4 separate regions of the Mus musculus genome follow, and all the other regions are linked to region 1. Evidence: chromatin contacts called from public Hi-C and HiChIP or PLAC-seq data. All regions are on one chromosome and are shown on one strand. Each heading gives the region's core, a stretch centred on a gene start, on an enhancer-like site or on the middle of the called end of the contact. The rest is flanking DNA. Distances are from core to core; before and after follow the strand shown.

Region 1 (2,908 bases), core at 207-2,706:
ACCCAAAGTCCTGTTCCTTCCCAACCTGGGGAACTCCTTCTGTTGATGCTGTATGAACATGGCGGACGGGGAGAGGGATTCCTTGCTGGTGCCGTGGGGCTCATGCCTTGGGGAATGAGAACGGTTGCTCACCATCTTCACACATGGTAACGGCTGGGGTTCTTGAGGGAGCAGTTATCAGAGTGTGTGCCTCCCAGATTCCACAACAACAGGCTACACTCTTGGTAAGTGAATTCTGCAAGAAGCCTGCTTGGCAAGCTTGTATACACACACACACACACACACACACACACACACACACACACACACACACACACACACCACACACCACAGACCACCCCCACAAGTATCTTTCAACTCTCAAAATTCTTCACACGCCTTTTTTTTCTTTTTCCTGATAAGAGGAGCAAACCACTAAACAAACAGGGGAGGTGCATGTCCTTTAGGGTCTGTAGTCACTTTTTTTTTTTATTAGATGTTATGTATCTGTGGATCGACTCCATTGTGATCCAGCGATCTGAATCTGCACTTGCTTACAAGTCTGTTTTTACAGACTGTGGAAGAACAGAGTTTTAATTGCTTGCCGAGGAGAGCGGGGATAGAATCCTCCAGGTAAATCTGGTATATGTGTCAGATTAGTTTTGCCTAGAGGAAACGCCATGTCTCAGCGTCTTATACCCCTAATTTATACCCCCTTATAACTGTGATTACCGTGACGTGGAGTAGAGAGATGCGGTGAATGATTCAGGAGGCTGGCACGGGAGGGTCACAAGTTTGAGACCACCACCACAAGAAAAAAAATGTAGTTCTCAGAAATTGGCTTCTGAGATTAAAGGGGAAACTATATAACCTTACTGGTTAATATTTCATAACCAGTAAGCTTTGGATGGGGGGGAAATTGAAGAAAACAGAACAAAGTGTGTTTGGCAGACTTCTGCTGTCTTTCCTGCCTACTCAACAAGCTCAAAGGCAAGGACCGTGTTTCTCTTGGTGGCTGCTCTCTCTAGGGAGGTAGAGTTGTTTTGTATAATTCAGCTGACATTACCTTAACTTCGGGACACTCACCTTGGAAAACAAACAGTTTGATACCCAGAAACATCTAGAAACTTCCCAGAAAGCAATGATCTTAGCCTGTGTTAGAAACAAACCAACAAAGCTTACTCTTCCTCCTCCCTGCCCCCACTCCTGTCCTCCAGGCTCCAGAAAACAAGTTTGTTGAGCAGGGAAGGGAAATGCCTCCAGCCAGCCAGTCTGAAGACAGGAATGCTGGGCAGGAGATCCGATCCACAATCGGAAGGGTAGAAGGGGCCGATAAGGCTGCATCAGTCACCAAAACAGGTTTCGGAGGTAAAGTGAGGAGGGCCAGGAAATTTGCGATAGGATCGCACTGGGCTGTTAAATCCTGGCACCCAGCGCAGGAGTGGTGACTAAGAGACACTATTTAAACAACAGAGTTTGCGCAAGCGCAAAGGCTCCCTAGCCAAGCTCCTGTGTCAGATCCTCCTGGAGCTTCTGGTCTCTCAGAAAGTACCACGTCTGTGGTCAGTGTCTGCACTGGGGCTGGAGATCAGCTGTGTGTTCATCTCTAAACATTTGAGTCTCTTTTCTAGGAGTACACCCCCCCCAGCCCCCCACTCCAGCCTGCTCCCTGACCCCCACATCCAGGCTGGTCTTCAATTTTCAATCTGCCTGCTGATCAGCCTCAACTGTTGGGAGTGAAATGAAGGTTTTCTGTGGCCCACTTCCCTTCGAGCAGAAGTAGACTGACTTTGGTTAATATCAATACAAGACACGTAACTACGTTTCTCTTGCTTTCTCCTCTTTTCTTGGAAGTACGTTTTTCTGGGTAGAAAGACAGCTTTGGACAGTTGTGCATTTTTCGGTCTCTGGAATTTTAGTATATGGTCCAAACCAGTCGGACTGTATGAGCTGGGCGTGGTGGTGCAAACCCTTAGTCCCAGCACTGGGGAGGCAGAGGCAGGCGGATTTCTGAGTTCGAGGCCAGCCTGGTCTACAGAGTGAGTTCCAGGACAGCCAGGGCTATACAGAGAAACCCTGTCTCGAAACAACAACAACAACAACAACAACCAAACAAAAAAACAAAGAGAGAGAGAGAGAGAGAGAGAGAGAGAGAGAGAGAGAGAGAGAGAGAGAGAGAGGCCAGTGTATCAGGACGTCACTGTGCCTGTCACATTTTTTTTTCTTGGAGTGTGTATATTAATGTGGCCACACATTGCGTATGGTGGGCGGGGACACCCTCAGGTGCTGTCCCCTCCTTTCTTTTTTCCTCTTCAAGACAGGTTCTTTCACTGGCCTGGAACTTGTCAAGTAGGCTGGTTGACCAGCCAGTGAGCCACAGAAGTCCACCTTTCCCGCACTCACGGCCATCCCAGCCTTTCTTCACCTTTGTGTGGGTACTAGAGACTGAACACAGCAGCAGGGTCTCACGCTTGCAGGGCAAGCACTTTCTGGCCGCGTCCACCAGGTGGAGGATTCTGACAGAGCGGACACCTGTTTCAGGGTGTTCTGATTCTTGTTGGGGGAGCTGGGTGGCCCTAAGCATAGCAGACCCTACAAGGGAAGCAATCAGGTGCCCACAGCAGGAGCCTCCCTTGGCCAGTAGGGGTGATCAAAGAATGGAAAGCCAGGGCCAGCACTTTTTTCAGTCCCATCGGTCTATGGTGAAATCTCAGGCGTCCGGTGTGCTTGACTCCCAGATCGAATCTTCGGAAGAGGCTGGTGGTGTGCCTGCTTCGGGATCCAGAGGCCAGCTCTCTGGCTTTCCCCTGGGAGAGCATGCCCAGGCTGGTAGGGTTGCAGTGTGGCTTAGAACCAGGAGAGAGTGCGCCCCCTCGGGAAAAGGGAGAGCTGTAATTCTCAAGAGTAGCGCTAGAGGTCGCAGCTCGAA
Region 2 (2,724 bases), core at 126-2,625, 460 kb after region 1:
ATTTAATGTGGCTTACATGATTAGGATTCTAGTTGTTGCGCCCAGCGATTGAGTTACCATTCTTTCTGAACTAAGTTTGTGTGGCATTTTCCTTCATACTGTCATCTGACTCAGTTCAAGAGGGAAGGTATGGTGGCAAATTGTGGATTTGCCAGATGTTCACCACAAAGGCATGGGGGTTTTAAAGCATGGGGCTGGCATCATAGCGACCTGCCAGTGGGAACTTAGTGAGCCGGGTGGAGAATTTTCAGGCCAGAGAGTCTCCACAAGATAAGAATAGGCCGGGAGACCACCAGGGCTGAGAGTAGCTGGGTATATTAAGGGAACTTGCTCTCTTTTAATATTCCCCGCAACAGTTCCTATCTCTGTAACTTCCAAGGACACAAAGGCATGGCCAAGGTGGGATGCATGAGTGGCTGTCCTTGTTCTGTACGGATATGAAGCACTTCATGCTGCAGAGAAAGGAGCTGGCAGAGCCTCCATCAGTCTGTTTGCAGAAGAGCAGCTGGCTGTAGCTTCACTGCAATAAAGTGTTAGAATTAATAGCCCTCATCTGTTCCCATTTTGCTAACCCACTACATCAAGCACCACAAAATAAATACATTAATTAAATGTCCCTCTCTTGGAGGCATTTGGAAAATGGAAAAATGTTCATTTGCAGCAGGGAGGGGGGAAAAGCAGGGAATAATTACAATCTTGAAACTTCTACAGTTGGAAGAACAATAAAAAGAGTAGAAATGACTGTAAAATAGTCTGTTCTTGGCATCACTTAATTGGCCTATTTATTTTTCTGTCTCTGAAACTGTCTTTAGTGACACCTACTGATAAGAGCCAATCGGAACCGTGGTCGAATTCCTTCAGATTGGACCTGCCAACAAACTGCTCAGCCCTCCAGATGTTACCGCTTTGTGAGAAATAAGAACTCAATAAACCAGGCTCACCCTTCCTCCTGGGGTGAACACAAAGACAGTCAGATATGGAAAATCACGGCTCAGCACCGTGAACAATGCACTCAAGTGAGGGGTTGGGGCCGGTCTTATTTGTCTTGGTGGAACAGACAGCCATGGAGCCTGATGCAAGAATTTTAGTTGGCAACTGTTCAAACTCTGACTATACATTGCAATTTTTCAACCAAAGGAAACCTGGGAGCTAGGAAAAAATGGCCTTTTAACAACAGGCATGAGACACTCATGCAAAGGGTTCGGTATGTATCTCACATGATGTTATCATGTGACCGTTCGACCTTCTGTGTTTTCCAGATTTTATCCTCTTGTGTTATGTAACAGATCAGAAAGATGCAGCAGTAAACAGCCCTACGGCACTTCCGATTTGTCGATGAATAATCTCCAGTAAGCACTTGCTGTTCCGGGAATAGAACAAAATGAGCTAGAGTGAATTAGTTCTTGTCCTCAGACCAGCGTGTCCCAATCTTTCTTAATACAGGACACACTTGTGACCTTGCTGTGGGAAAAAGAAAAAGAAATAATAAAAAATTGTGTTATCATCATTTTTCCTGGGCCAGCCCCTATCCAGCTGTCTATTCATGCAAACCTTCTTACCTTCCCTGTCTGCAGCCAAACTTGCTGAGAATACCTGATGTAGGGTCATCCAAGTACAAGATGGGAGGCCATTTTCTCATTACATAGTCCCTAGGAAGCCTTTGGCAGGCTAATATGCAGTGTATATAATGGATATTGGCGAGTTAAATGTTTATAGTATTTAATTCACTGGTTTAGTCTCATATAAATGTTTAACATTGTATCTAATATGTAATAAAATTTTTTTTGAATTCACATCTAACAAGGTCATCTTATTTGAACTTGTATTTGTGGCTGTGGCCATACCAGCTTGAATGTGCCTAATCTCACGTGAACTTACGTCTTGAATCTGGGGACATTCAGGAAGCAGCTGAGCCTTTGCCATCACTTAAGCTATCTCCCTAGCTGCTCAGTCTAGCATTCTAGAGAGAATTGCCTTTACCAATAGTTCATGTTTTTAATCTGAGTGTGGGAGACAGGACTTTTAATTTCAGCCTTACCTTCCAATTTGTATATCATTTAGATGCTAATTTATTAGAAGTAGGAACACACAGTGTTCTAGAATGTATGTAGGACAAATATTGAAAGTCTTGCTAATGGGTCACAGAACATGTAAAATTGACAATACTGAAGGATAACAACAAAATAAATGATGACTTTTTTTTTAAAGTCAACTACCATGGCTGGGCAGATTGCTTTGTGGGTAAAGACCTTGTTATAGTGAGAGGACCTAATTTTAAACCTCCCAGACCCAAAGGAGAAGCTGAGATTAGTAGCTTCACCTGTTATTCCAGTGCTTCTATAGCAAGGAACTGGGTGGGCACAGGAGAACCTTGAGGCTGGGAAACAGCAAATGGATTCTGTCTTATATGATGTAGAAGTTGAGGTTCAACATCTACTGTGGTTCTCCACCCTGTACTGTGTACTGTGGACATATGTGTGACCCTAAAGGGGGGGGGGAGGAAGGGAAGGAGGCAAGGAGTGGGGAGGGAGGGAGAGAGAGAGAGAGAACGCGCACACACACACACACACACACACACACACACACACACACACACACACACACACTGTCCTCAGAGGAAGTAAAGTAGGTGCAGAGATGTAATTGGATAGGAATAATCTCAAATGTTCTATAACATTGGGGAAAATATGGCTGATGGCAATCAGTTGAGAATTTGCATAAAGA
Region 3 (2,894 bases), core at 288-2,787, 430 kb after region 1:
TGTAAAAAAAATCCTGACTATGGATACACTGGCCATTCAGAATAAGTTCTCAGGGTTACTCTGCTAGAAAGACTCATCAAAAAAGTCACAGCCATGTGAGAAACAGGACAAGAAAATTTTAAAAGGATACTGAAGATAATTTGACTTATTTATTGCAACAATTAAAAGAAAAGAGGAAAAATCATCACAGATGTAAGTGTTGTTTGTCTCAAAAACCATTCAATAGAACCACTGGAGGGAAAACAGGACAGTAGATTTCACAAGAAATCACAAAGATGAATGTGCTTATTCTTGCTTCCATTTCAGTTTTGAGTTTGCCCCCAAATTATTTGCATTGACAAGAAAACCCATATGTATGTCCTTTGAGGAAGGAATGTAAGAATATAGTTTATTGAGGGTGACAGCCTTTTGACCAAAGCATATTAGAAATCTCTGGAGTATAGGATAGGAGAAAGAGGAGGGGGCGAGAGAAAGCACACATGAGCAAATCTATGAATGTTTAGGGAAGTTTTGAGTTATGGTAAGTAAGCTGAGCTGCAGTCAGCAGTATCTGACTATCTGTCCTGTCTCTGAGTGATCAGGGCCGTGTGAGACTGAGAGGTTGGGAAATGTCTCCGAGCCTACTCTTCTTCATGGAAAGTGATGATAGTTACAACACCCCCATGGATACATGACAAAGCAATAACAGCAATGCACTTGCAAAGCCTGTGGCAGAATCAGTGCTCAATCTGTGGTGGCCACTATGTAGGAAGTGGAACAGTGACCGATGGTCATTGGTAGATTTTATGACTTAGACTACCGCCGGAAAGACAACCTTTGGTTCAACTAATCTCTCAGGCCACTGACAAATTTTTCTAGCAAGAGACTGTTCAATTAACTGAGAAGCAAAATTAAACAAGAAAGAAGATTAGCTTGAACAAATAACACATGTCCAGTGAGACCTCAAATATAGCAGTAACCACCATTGCTGCAGCTGGCCCAGGTCTGCCCTAAGGCCACAACTCACAACTTTGTTCAGCGCCGAGGGACAGAGACCTTGAGGAAAATCACTTCTTAGGCAATGAGTGGCATGATTAGTAAGACTCATCGTTCAGCCTTTGTTCTGGGAGCAACAATCAGCAGACTCTGAGTGCTAAAGTCCAATCGCAGCCTCCTAACCAGCTTGGGAATGAGACAGGAAGTTGAGCATTGACCCAAGGAGTGCTGCTTGGGTAAGAAGGACTCTGAGCTTTGCAACCCTCTTTGCAGAACCAAGGAAATCAGAACTTCCATTCTCATTTTATAGGCAGAAAACCCAAGGCACCAGGGGATTAAATAATTTGTATTGGAATGAGATTTTACTAACTCCATAGAAAATTGACCTAAAACTTAAACATGGATAAACCACATCCTTTATTTAAACAATATTTTACAGTCTATGATGAAAGAATACTTCAAGATGGAATTTCCTGATTGCCTGTTCATGAATTAACAGAAGATTGTGCAACTTTCCATTCATTCAGCAAACATTTACTCAGCACATACCGAATGCTAGGTACAGTGACAGGCCCTGGAGATAGAAGCTCTCTTAAGACCAGGGCCTGCCCTCAGGGAAATCAGGAGACACATATATCAGACCAATGTTCTACAAAGCTATACCTTCTGCAGCAGAGAGAGAAATCTGTCCATGTTCCACAAGGAGCCCAGAGAGAAGCTGGGTGTGAAGGGTCACTGTTTTGGTCTGGGTGGGCTTGGCCACAGAGAGAACGCTATGGAACACCGAGAGTTTCGGTTCTTGCCAATGTCAAAGCCACAAAGAGGTAAACACAAGATACCGTGAGTGTTGCATGTTATGAGTGCTTGTGTACAGAGATTGTTACCTTTTGAGCTAAGCATCTGAAAGGGGATCATAATTATTCTCCAAATCTTAGAAGAAGAAAGACGGCTTGGGAGTCACCTACAGTTTAAGTAATAATTTCCCACTGACAGCTGCCATGCCAGTTTCCAGCCTTCCTGAGTGGAGGGCCTGAAATCAATCTGGAGGTTTAGGGTTGGAAGGAGGGTGGAGTGTCAGGCTTTGCCAAAATTAGATACAGCCTTCAGTCTACTTACACACTCTCTGCTTAGGACATTCCCTTAGACTCTCAGTGGCTGTCAACCTTCCAGGTGCTGCAACCCTTTACAGCTCCTTACCTCAACCATAACATTGTTGCTGCTACTTCATAGCTGTTAATTTTGCTACTGTTATGAATTATAATATAAATATTGATATGCAGGGTATCTGATATGTGACTCCCACCTATGACTCCTAGGCAGTGAGTCTTTCTAGACAACTCATTCTCCTCCCTGTAAAATGTTTCATTTTCTCATTGCAATTAGGTTATTTTTATATCATCTGGCTGAAGCTTCTATTAAAATATAGATATCAATTGCTGTCACCCATCTCCAATTTATTTTTTTAATTTATTGTTTATACTTTGGATTTTTGAAACCAAGTCTCATTTTGTAGCCTAGGCTGCCCTGGAACTCACTATGTAGCCTAGGCTGGACTGGAACTCACTATGTAGCCTAGGTTGGACTAGAACTTATCATGAAACCTAGGCTGGCCTAGAACTCATTATGAAGCCTAGGCTGGCCTGAAGCTTACTGTGCAGACTAGGCTGGACTGGAATTCACTATGTAGCCTAGGCTGGACTAGAATTCACTATGTAGCCTAGGCTGGACTGGAATTCACTATGTAGCCTAGGCTGGCCTAGAACTCATTATGAAGCTTAGGCTGGCCTGAAGCTTACTGTGCAGACTAGGCTGGACTGGAATTCACTATGTAGCCTAGGCTGGACTAGAATTCACTATGTAGCCTAGGCTGGACTGGAATTCACTATGTAGCCTAGGCTGGCCTAGAACTCATTATGAAG
Region 4 (2,859 bases), core at 46-2,545, 500 kb after region 1:
GGTGGCTGTCCTGGAACTCACTCTGTATGTAGATCATGCTGGTCTTAAAATCTCAGAGATCCACCTGCCTATGCCCCCCCCCACAAGTGATAGGATTAGAGGTGTACACCACCAGCCCAGCTGTCTTTTCTCCTTTTAATAAAACATTTAATTTCAATCAAGTCCAGCATAACATACTTTGGTCTAATGGATTTTGCTTATGTTTTATGCCTACATGCAGTTCTTCAAGCCCTGAGTTTAGAAGACTTTCTGCTCTGCTATTTTTGAAAAATCATTGTATCGTTTATTTTTATCATGTTATGGTTTATTTGTTTTAGTTTAGGTGTATGAGTGTTTTGCGTGAATATATATCTGTGTATCATGAACATGCCTGGTGCTCCCAGGGATCAGAAAAGGGCATTGGGACTTGAATAATAAATGATTGTGAGCCTCTATATAGGTGCTGGGACTCAAACCTGGGTCCTCTGGAAGGGCAACAAGTGATCTAACCACTGAGCCATCACTCCAACCCCTCTAGTTTTCTGTTTTACACTACATTTATGATCATTTGAGTTGATGACTTAATTTTCAGATATCCTATTTAATTTATATGTTTTTAACCTATGGATGACTAATGGCTTCTATAACATTTATGAAAAACAACACCCTTCTTCCACCTATGTTTTAACCTTTGTTGAAACTCAGTTGGCTGCACTTCAGTGGCCATTTCTAGATTTTTAGAATTTGATCTGTATAAGGTTGATTACTATAACTAGTGGGTCTTGACTCAGAAAAGGCGACTCTTCTCCCTCTCCTCCTCCTCTTTCAACATGTTTTAGTTTCTCTTAACATTGAATATAAATTTTATGACAATTTGGTAAATATCTACCTCCCCTCAAGGTTTTTATAAAGCTTATGGTAAACATATATATCACTTTTGGGGGAGGGGTTGAAATCTTTACTATATATTGATTTTGAGAGATCTATCTACTATTAAATGTTTCTCTAACTACCTAGGTATTTTTAAATTTCACTCATTAGCATGAAAATCTGTTTTGGTTGTGAGGCCTCACTAAGGGTTTCTTTATTTTGAAAAGGTGCAAATAACACCATGCTTTTCGTCTGTCCTCGTGTACGCTGTTACTGGTTCATAGAAGCAGAAGTGACTTTTTGTGTCGCTTTGTTTTGTTTTATCAATGTCTCCAAATCTGAGTAATTTTGAAGAAAGGGTGTTAATTAGCTGACAGTTTTAGAGGCTAAACATGTAAAATCGGGCAGCTCTGTTTCTCTTTTGACGTTGGTGAGGACTCTGTTGGGTGACAGCCAAGTGGAGCAAAGGACAGAGGTCTGTGTTCCTAACTGACCAAGCATGCAGGGAGGACATGCTTGATTCTTCTAAAATAAATGACTTATTTTACTTTGCTTGTGTGGATGTTTCCCCTGCATGTATGTAAATGTCCCATGTGCATGTGGTCCCTGAGGAGGTCAGAAACCAGTGTCAGATCCCTGAGAACAGGTGATATAGATGGTTATGAGCTACCATGTGGGTGCTGGGAATTGAACCACGGTTCTCTGCAAGAGCAAAAAGGGCTCTTAGCTATGTAGTCATTTCTCTAGTCTGCATTCATATTGTAATAGCCTATTCTTTTAGAGCTAACTCACTTTATATAAGATCAGAGTTCATCTCTTTCAGAGGCAATGGCCTTCCAATCTAATTAGTTTTTCCTAGATGTTGTCTCTCAAAGGCTTTATGTTTTCTTACCATCACCATGCTGGGGATCATGCTACCAGCTCATGAAACTTTGGAGAACAAACCACACCCAAGGCAGAACATTTACATCCTGCTCCAGTTTCTAAACTATGTGTTACTTCTGTAGTAGTTGCTCTTGCTGTCAAAAAAAAAAAAACAAAAACAAAAACAAAACAAAACAAAACAAAAAAACACCTGGCATGCAGTTTAAGGAAGAAGGGTTCCGTTTGGCTTACAGGTGAGTGCACATCCCACCACGGAAGGAGAGACACAGTGGCAGGAGCTGGAGGTGGCTGGTTACATTAAATCCAAACTCAGGAAGCAGCGAGAAGTGGATGCTGGTGCTCAGCTCAAATTCAGCTTTGTATTTCATCCAGAGCCCCGTCCCATGGAATGATATGAGCCACAGTTAAACTGATACCCTCAGTTAAAGCCTTAAGACCTTTCTGAGAACACCCCCAGAGACATACCCACCTGTGGTTCGGTGGTGATTCTGAATCCAGGCAAGCTGACCACCCTGTTTAGCCGTCCAACTTCCATGGACACTTTTTAAAAAGAAGTGTTTAAACTTTTCATGTAGGCTACAGTGTCTTCTGTAAATAGGAACAGTCCGATTTCTCACTTTTAGACGTAGGTACCTTTTATTTCCTTTTGTTGTTTGACTTCAATGGCCAGAACTTCTAGTACTGTGCTGAAGGACACAGTAAGAACATGTATTCTTCCCTTGTCTGCAACTGTGGTGGTTGGAATGAGAATGGCTCCCACAAGCTCCTATGTTTGAATACTTGGTTCCCAGTTGGTGGAACTATTTGGGAAGGATTAGGAGGTGTGGTCTTGTTGGAGCAGGTGTGTCACTGGGGCTTTGACATTTGCATGTTTGCATGTCTAAATAGTTTTTTCCATATTTTTTCTCTTTATTTAGCTTGGGATGTTATATTTTACTCCTTTAGTTACTTGAAAATATTTAGTCCTCATTTTAAAATTTTACAAGATTTAATTTGCAAAATACATTTATTATCCATCCAAATAATATAAATATCTCACAATAGCTTATCTTTGATGATAGCTTACCCTGTGTCTTTGTAATAGAGCATTTGAGTATTATTTTTTTTTCTAGAATATGCAAGACA

Evidence for each region. Hi-C and Micro-C count contacts between places; a contact is called where the count stands out from the background. HiChIP or PLAC-seq counts read pairs in DNA pulled down with a chosen protein or histone mark.
Region 2: a contact with region 1 is called in a Hi-C map of uterus. The contact joins two enhancer-like sites. A contact is called at or near these places in 2 of 484 Hi-C or Micro-C datasets (myocytes and uterus).
Region 3: a FOXA1 HiChIP or PLAC-seq map of pancreatic cancer cells shows a contact between it and region 1. The contact joins two enhancer-like sites. A contact is called at or near these places in 1 of 115 datasets of contacts at active chromatin or transcription factors (pancreatic cancer cells) and 1 of 9 other capture datasets (embryonic stem cells).
Region 4: a contact with region 1 is called in an H3K27ac HiChIP or PLAC-seq map of hepatocytes, with 11 times the contacts expected there. The contact joins two enhancer-like sites.

The regions. Positions count from the first base shown.
Region 1 is chr14:46,702,924-46,705,831 of GRCm38.p6, reverse strand. No RefSeq gene overlaps it. Among named protein-coding and RNA genes, the nearest start is that of D330046F09Rik, 31 kb to the right of the region's middle. Within about 2 kb of position 1,456, at least 79 of the 459 cell types and tissues checked have an H3K27ac peak or open chromatin away from gene starts, as enhancers often do. A contact at or near this core is called in hepatocytes, pancreatic cancer cells and uterus, where this site is marked.
Region 2 is chr14:46,238,867-46,241,590 of GRCm38.p6, reverse strand. No RefSeq gene overlaps it. Among named protein-coding and RNA genes, the nearest start is that of Gm34499, 19 kb to the right of the region's middle. Within about 2 kb of position 1,375, at least 11 of the 459 cell types and tissues checked have an H3K27ac peak or open chromatin away from gene starts, as enhancers often do. A contact at or near this core is called in uterus, where this site is marked.
Region 3 is chr14:46,276,259-46,279,152 of GRCm38.p6, reverse strand. No RefSeq gene overlaps it. Among named protein-coding and RNA genes, the nearest start is that of Gm34499, 57 kb to the right of the region's middle. Within about 2 kb of position 1,537, at least 19 of the 459 cell types and tissues checked have an H3K27ac peak or open chromatin away from gene starts, as enhancers often do. A contact at or near this core is called in pancreatic cancer cells, where this site is marked.
Region 4 is chr14:46,201,472-46,204,330 of GRCm38.p6, reverse strand. No RefSeq gene overlaps it. Among named protein-coding and RNA genes, the nearest start is that of Gm34499, 18 kb to the left of the region's middle. Within about 2 kb of position 1,295, at least 3 of the 459 cell types and tissues checked have an H3K27ac peak or open chromatin away from gene starts, as enhancers often do. A contact at or near this core is called in hepatocytes, where this site is marked.